2 separate regions of the Danio rerio genome follow, and region 2 is linked to region 1. The links are chromatin contacts, called in public Hi-C maps. All regions are on one chromosome and are shown on one strand. The core of a region is the stretch at or near the end of the contact, and the rest is flanking DNA. Distances in the headings are between cores, read along the strand shown. Region 1 has its middle 41 kb from the start of nfil3-2. Region 2 holds the start of nfil3-2 (nuclear factor, interleukin 3 regulated, member 2).

The links. Hi-C and Micro-C count contacts between places; a contact is called where the count stands out from the background.
Region 2: a Hi-C map of embryo shows a contact between it and region 1, with 2.4 times the contacts expected there. The contact joins the promoter of nfil3-2 here to the enhancer-like site in region 1. A contact is called at or near these places in 5 of 18 Hi-C or Micro-C datasets (caudal fin, embryo, fibroblasts and 1 more) and 3 of 4 datasets of contacts at active chromatin or transcription factors (caudal fin, embryo and pancreas).

Annotation. Positions count from the first base shown.
Region 1 is chr3:12,689,068-12,692,110 of GRCz12tu, reverse strand. No RefSeq gene overlaps it. Among named protein-coding and RNA genes, the nearest start is that of nfil3-2, 41 kb to the left of the region's middle. Within about 2 kb of position 1,595, at least 23 of the 62 cell types and tissues checked have an H3K27ac peak or open chromatin away from gene starts, as enhancers often do. A contact at or near this core is called in caudal fin and pancreas, where this site is marked.
Region 2 is chr3:12,730,261-12,733,303 of GRCz12tu, reverse strand. nfil3-2 (nuclear factor, interleukin 3 regulated, member 2) reads left to right here and starts at 1,548. Exons shown (of 1, transcript NM_001197065.1): 1 at 1,548-3,043. The coding sequence starts at 1,548.

The sequences.
Region 1 (3,043 bases), core at 346-2,845:
TGCACAACTGTGAGTTCGCTATGAAAGAAAAAAACATATCAAATGCTTGCCATAATCATAACTCTAAAATGCGATATGATCATTTAAATGAGGTGCACACTTTCGGTTTCATTTTGACTGCTAAGTGCTGGTTCATACTTTGTGCGCGGCTCCCAAACGATCACTCTGTGCCACAAACTGAATATTTTTTTTACATCTGTATTACCTGTTACTCGCAACATATGCAGGTTCTGTTCACTAAAGTAGACGTGCGCGCATCTATCATTAAGTAGAGCGCGCACACCCGCCCTTAAAACCCGCCCGCAACTCACGTCACGTGTGATTTCCAGATCGCGACAACATCATTATATTAAAACAAAAATGGCATTTTTAGGTGAATTATACCTTGTAAATACAGTATGTGACTCATTCAACATCATTTGGAGGTGTCAATGTCACTGAGCAACGTGTGTGAAACAATAAAAGGCTCGTGCAGCTGCCTTTTCTTCTCTCCTGAACTTGAAAATATGATTGGCAGAATCGTAGAAATGCTGCATTAAGATTGTCAAGGGGGTCGAATCGAGATCGCGATCTTTTAACGATTAATTGTGCAGCTCTAGTCAGTACCAGATGGGAGACCACATGGAAAAAACTAGGTTGCTGTTGGAAGTGGTGTTAGAGAGGCCAGCAGGGGGCTCTCAACCTATGTGAGTCCTAATGCCCTAGTATAGTGAAGGGGACACTATGCTGTCAGTGAGCACCATCTGTCGGATGAGACATTAAACCAAGGTCCTGACTCTCTGTGTTCATTAAAAATCCCATGGCGCCCATGTCTTAAAGAGTAGGGTCCTGACCCTGATGTCCTGTTTAAACTCCCATCATAGGCCCTTGCGAACCTGGCCTCCCACAGAATTGGCTCCATCACTATCTCTCCACTCCTCCTATAGCTAGTGTGTGGCGTCGTTGTCCTGTGGCTGCCGTGGCATTATCTAAGTCGGTGGTGGTGTGGAGAGACCCATCAACCCCCCCCCTCGCGATTGTGAAGTGCTTTATGGCCATACACAATAAATGCACTATATAAATACACACTTTACAGTACTTTGGCTTTTTCCTATTATTTTTTTCCATGGCTGTATGGTCACTTGTAACTTGAGTGTGTCACTTGCATTTAATGTTTAAACTGTACAAAAACAATTACTGCATACTGGAATTTGTAATTTTTTTACAATAATTAACCGGCACACGGTGCACTTTCTATCAGTTACTTATCTACATCAGCTAAATGAGTATCAAGTCTTGCACGCTGACAAAAATAGCTTACTCCTAAGTTGTAACATAAGGTGAATAACCTCAAGCAGATCCAAGAAGTTATCCTTCACCGTACATTATCAAACAGGAGTGTGTCAACATTACAAAACTAAACCTAAAATCCTCTTATCTCCTTATCGTAAAGATATTCCTGCTGCTTTTGTTTACGTTGTTTAACAGCATCTAAAGTGCTCTGAACAAAAAACCCGGTAACCTCGTTTCACACAGGGAAAGACCTTGAGCTTGAGGTTAAATGAATGGCTTCCGTCCCGCTCTGTCCTAACACATAGAGGTGTCAGGTTTCAGGGCAGGTCCTGGTTTACAGGCCGAACAACTTCCTCCGCCCTACATTCAGACACCTGAGGGAGGGATGCGGCTCAGGACGTCCCCATGTGACAGCAGGTTCACATGCACCGGGGAGAAACGTGTTACTGTAACACCTTGTCAGAGGCCAAAGCGGTTATGTAAAGACCTGACAAACACCGCCAAGGGCACCGCAGGGAGGGGCAGCGGGATTACAGGAGCAATGTGTGTCCGGACGGGGGTTGGGAAGCGGGAATGCATCAGCTCGGGCTGTTATACTGAACTGTGCATAAAACACAAACATTACTTCTCAACTTTTTCAGAAAGAATTCAGCGATCAGAAGAGAAATCTTTTTAGTATTGATTTTCTAATGTTTATACTATTGTTCATTTACACATTTATATAATGTAAAATATAAATATATATTGGAAATATATACTATACATACACTTTTCCAACACATTTAAACAGTTTTAATAATTCATTTCTTTTGTATCTGCCATGATGACAGTACATATTTCACTAGATATTTGAGTTCAGCTAAACGTGACATTTAAAGGCTTAACTAAGTTAATTAAGGTTAACTAGGCATGATAGGTTAATTAGGCACATCAGTATGGTGACTTGGCATTTGAAGGCATGAGACGCGGAGCACAGACACTTTTGACTATTCTGGGGGTCATTAATAAAATAATAACACTAATACTGAAATGGTTACAACATTTCAGAAAAACCAAAATAACATTTCAGAAGATTTACAATGTGCTCAGCCATTTGTATCATCACATGACCTCTTTTAACAAAATCACATGAACTTTTTAATGACAGTTTCTTATGCGCATATGCAAAATCCGCATAGAAAACAAAGCTATTGGACAACAGTGGCTTGTTCTGTAGCCAATTGAAAAAAGAAAAGAAAAATAATAATAATTGTTTTCTCCAGAACAAAAATATAATAGAAAATACTGTAAACTAAAATGTGTTGGGAAATATTTGACAAAGAATACACTAACAAGCTTCGTTTCCATCCACCTATTTCTATGCGCATGTTGGAAATGCAGAAGTACAGAAAACAGAATACAGAACTAACATTTTTAAATGCATTCAAAAAGAAAAGTTATTTAAAATGATAAATCACAGATATTATTGCTGCGCTTTTAATAAAATAAATGCAGCCTAGGTGAGCAGAAGAGGCTTCTACATTTCTGATTTGCCAGTGTTGGGTGGGGTAAATTATGTGTTTTGACAATGAAATGAAGCAAACTGACGTCAACTGTAATGAGTGAGGTCAATCATGGATACAAGGCACAAGGGCCTCAAACACCCAAACACGTCCACCAAAAATATACAGCTTTCTGGACAGCCTTGAGGGTTTAATTAGCATTGTTTGTTTAGCTTTAAAACCCTTAAAACCCCTGTAAAAAAGCTGGGTTTCACCTAAATCCTTTATGT
Region 2 (3,043 bases), core at 299-2,798, 41 kb before region 1:
ATAAAACATGACTTGCCTTCTGCCTGACCTCGGTTTATCTGCCATTATGGTAATTCTTGTACAGAGGTTTTCGGGCTTGTTATTTATCAGCTAACGTATTTTTTCATATATATATATATATATATATATATATATATATATATATATATATATATATATATATATATATATATATATATATATATATATATATATTTCCTAGGAAGTCTTTTAATTAAGTGTCACTTAAGAAAGTGACAGTACTGCACATTGGAGCACCAGACCATTTGGATTGTGAAGCCAGGAGATGTGTTGTAACATTTGATGTTAATGTTGGAAAAGCTGAAACATCTTGCACTGTTTCCTTCAGAGCAGATGATGCAATACTGGATATGGTTTCAAAATGTTAAAGCAAATCATGTGTTCATTGGTAATGCTTAACAGATGTGAATTCATGTTTGCAGTCTTGATGGAAATCTGTGCAAAGGGTGACGCTGAACTTGTGTCAGAAAGAGGATACTAATCTTAAGTAATGTTCTTGGATCTCATTGAACAGAAATGTAGTTTGGGTAATCTCTGACTGCATTCTTAACCGTGTTCCTTTTGCATAATAGGAGTCCAATGTCTAGCCAGAGAGTAAAGGTTAAGGGTCGCAGACAGAAATCAATAGCAGGGGTTAGCAGGTCAGACAGTGGTTGCCAGGCAACAAAAAGAATTTCGTGGTTCTCAAGGTCGAGTAGATGCAGCAATAGAACATGACAAAGGACCGGCTAAACATTCCACTTCCAAATATTCTAATTACCCAGCCATACAGAGAGGTGTGGAAAGTTTCTGTAAAACTGGAATGGCAAATTAGAAGATTTTAAGGTGCCTAAAGGCAAAATATGAATTGATTTAGCTTTTGAGGAATAACAAATCTGTCTTTTCTCTTTCATGTGTGCAGCCTTTCATCGAACAGCCAGCTGGAGGCTTTGAGAGCAGAAGCACCCCTCCCCAAGAGGCTGACAAGCTGGGGCAGACCGAGTGACCTATATCCACCAACACGCCCAAGGCACTGGGACACATCTCTGTCGGCGTGATAGAGAGGTTACATAAAGGAATAAAAGTGAAGACAAAGAAAAGAGGTCAAAATCCTTTAAGCAAATCTGGTGATCATCTCTGTACTTGAGGACCTTGATCGCACCCCTTTTGTCTTGATAGACTGACCTACATTGTGCGCAAAATAGAGAGAAGATTTTACTTGAGGGATCCCTTGGATCTGTTAAATGCAGGGGATTCATATAGAGGTACACCTATTCTTGCTTTTCTTAGCCAACTTGGACACTTGATCATCTAAAGATACTTGTTTGAGATTCACATCAACAAAACCAATGAGGTTCAGCTTTCCAGAAGCTAAAACACCTCATCAAGTCTTTGCTGATCCAGCTACTTAGTTGAAGATATTCCAGTCTACAGTACATCAGGATATCCTGCAGACCTTTCTTCCCTTCACCTCATCCCTGTTTCTACATTCAATTGCATTTCCAATGACGAAGCAAGGATCTCAAACGGGCTCTTATTGAAACAAGATGGAAAGTTTGAACTTACAAATTTCAACAAATTCCAGTGAAAACTTAGAGAACACCGAAAGCTTTTCAGACTACAGTGATCTTCATTCGCCTCAAGACATCCCTCGGCAGAGCCGCCTTCTCAAACCAAAGCCAAACAACATGAGTTGTCGACGCAAGCGTGAGTTCATCTCAGATGAGAAAAAGGATGCATCCTACTGGGAAAAGCGCCGCAAGAACAATGAGGCAGCCAAGCGCTCTCGGGAGAAACGCCGCTTTAATGACATGATCCTAGAGAACAGAGTTCTTGCACTGAACGATGAGAATGTACGCCTGAAAACTGAACTTTTACAGCTTAAACTCAGGTTTGGGCTGATAAGTACAGCCTCCTATATGGAAAAGAGTCAGCAGATTGGTAGTGCTGTCAATAGATCTTCTGGCAGCAGCTCCTCATCTTCCTCTACCACCGGTCACTTCTACTCCAGTGGGTACTCCAGTGTTTCTCAAATGATGTTGAACTCTGATTCTTCTGAAGCCGAGCATTCTTGTCGAGGGGACGGCAATGTGAAAATGGCGAAGTACTCACCACGAGGTTCCCTCTCTGATATGTCTGACGGCTCCTCTCGGGATAGCCCAGAGCCACTGCCGTATGACATCAAGCAGGAAGGGATGGGTCTAGAGATGGACATAGTCAGTAACACCACATCACAAATGATGTTCAACCTTCATTCAAGACTGCCTGCTGTACTTCGAACCATCGAACCAGGTTATTCAACCAACCAACAGAAGCAACTCCACCAGGAGACTGCTGCAAGTCCAGCCAACCCTCAATCTGCTCAAAGAAGTGTCATCTCATACCGTTCTAGCATTGCCTCATATCCGGTGGAAAGTCAGGACATTATTCCACAAGAACAGCAGAACTTCACTCAGGCTACAGAGGAACAGAGCAGAAGCCTGGTTTCCAAACAGCTAGAGAGAAGACCATTTGACTCTCCATCTTACGAATGCCCAGATGACGAGGCAGCCGAAAGGCAGGCTTACATTGTTCAGAGACAAACTTCCAGGATCAATGCTGCTCCAGATCTTCAAATAAGACCAGGGGAGGCAGATGAAACACAAGAGTATCACTGTCCAACCAGCACCAGGGAGAACGATGAGCCTCCAGTGCTGACCTATGAAGGAGGTCTGAGTCAAGAAGAGTATTTTGAGGCTCACTCAGGAAAGGACAGCTCCTCAACAGATGGGGATCCCAGGAGCTCTGATAAGGAGGGCTCCACCGATGACGAGTCACCCTCATCTTCTTGCTCCGACACAGGCAGCTATCACCCTCACATATTCATGACCCAGAACTCCTTTTCTCCCAGCCAGAGCAAAGACGGTCAAGCAGAAGTCAAAGGCACTGCCCTACCACACAAACTGAGACTCAAGCATAGGGCTCAAAGTGATGGAAGAGCATCATCTCAAGACTCACCCACGACGCCGCCTGCTCATTTCCAACCATTACCTCAGCACCCTTA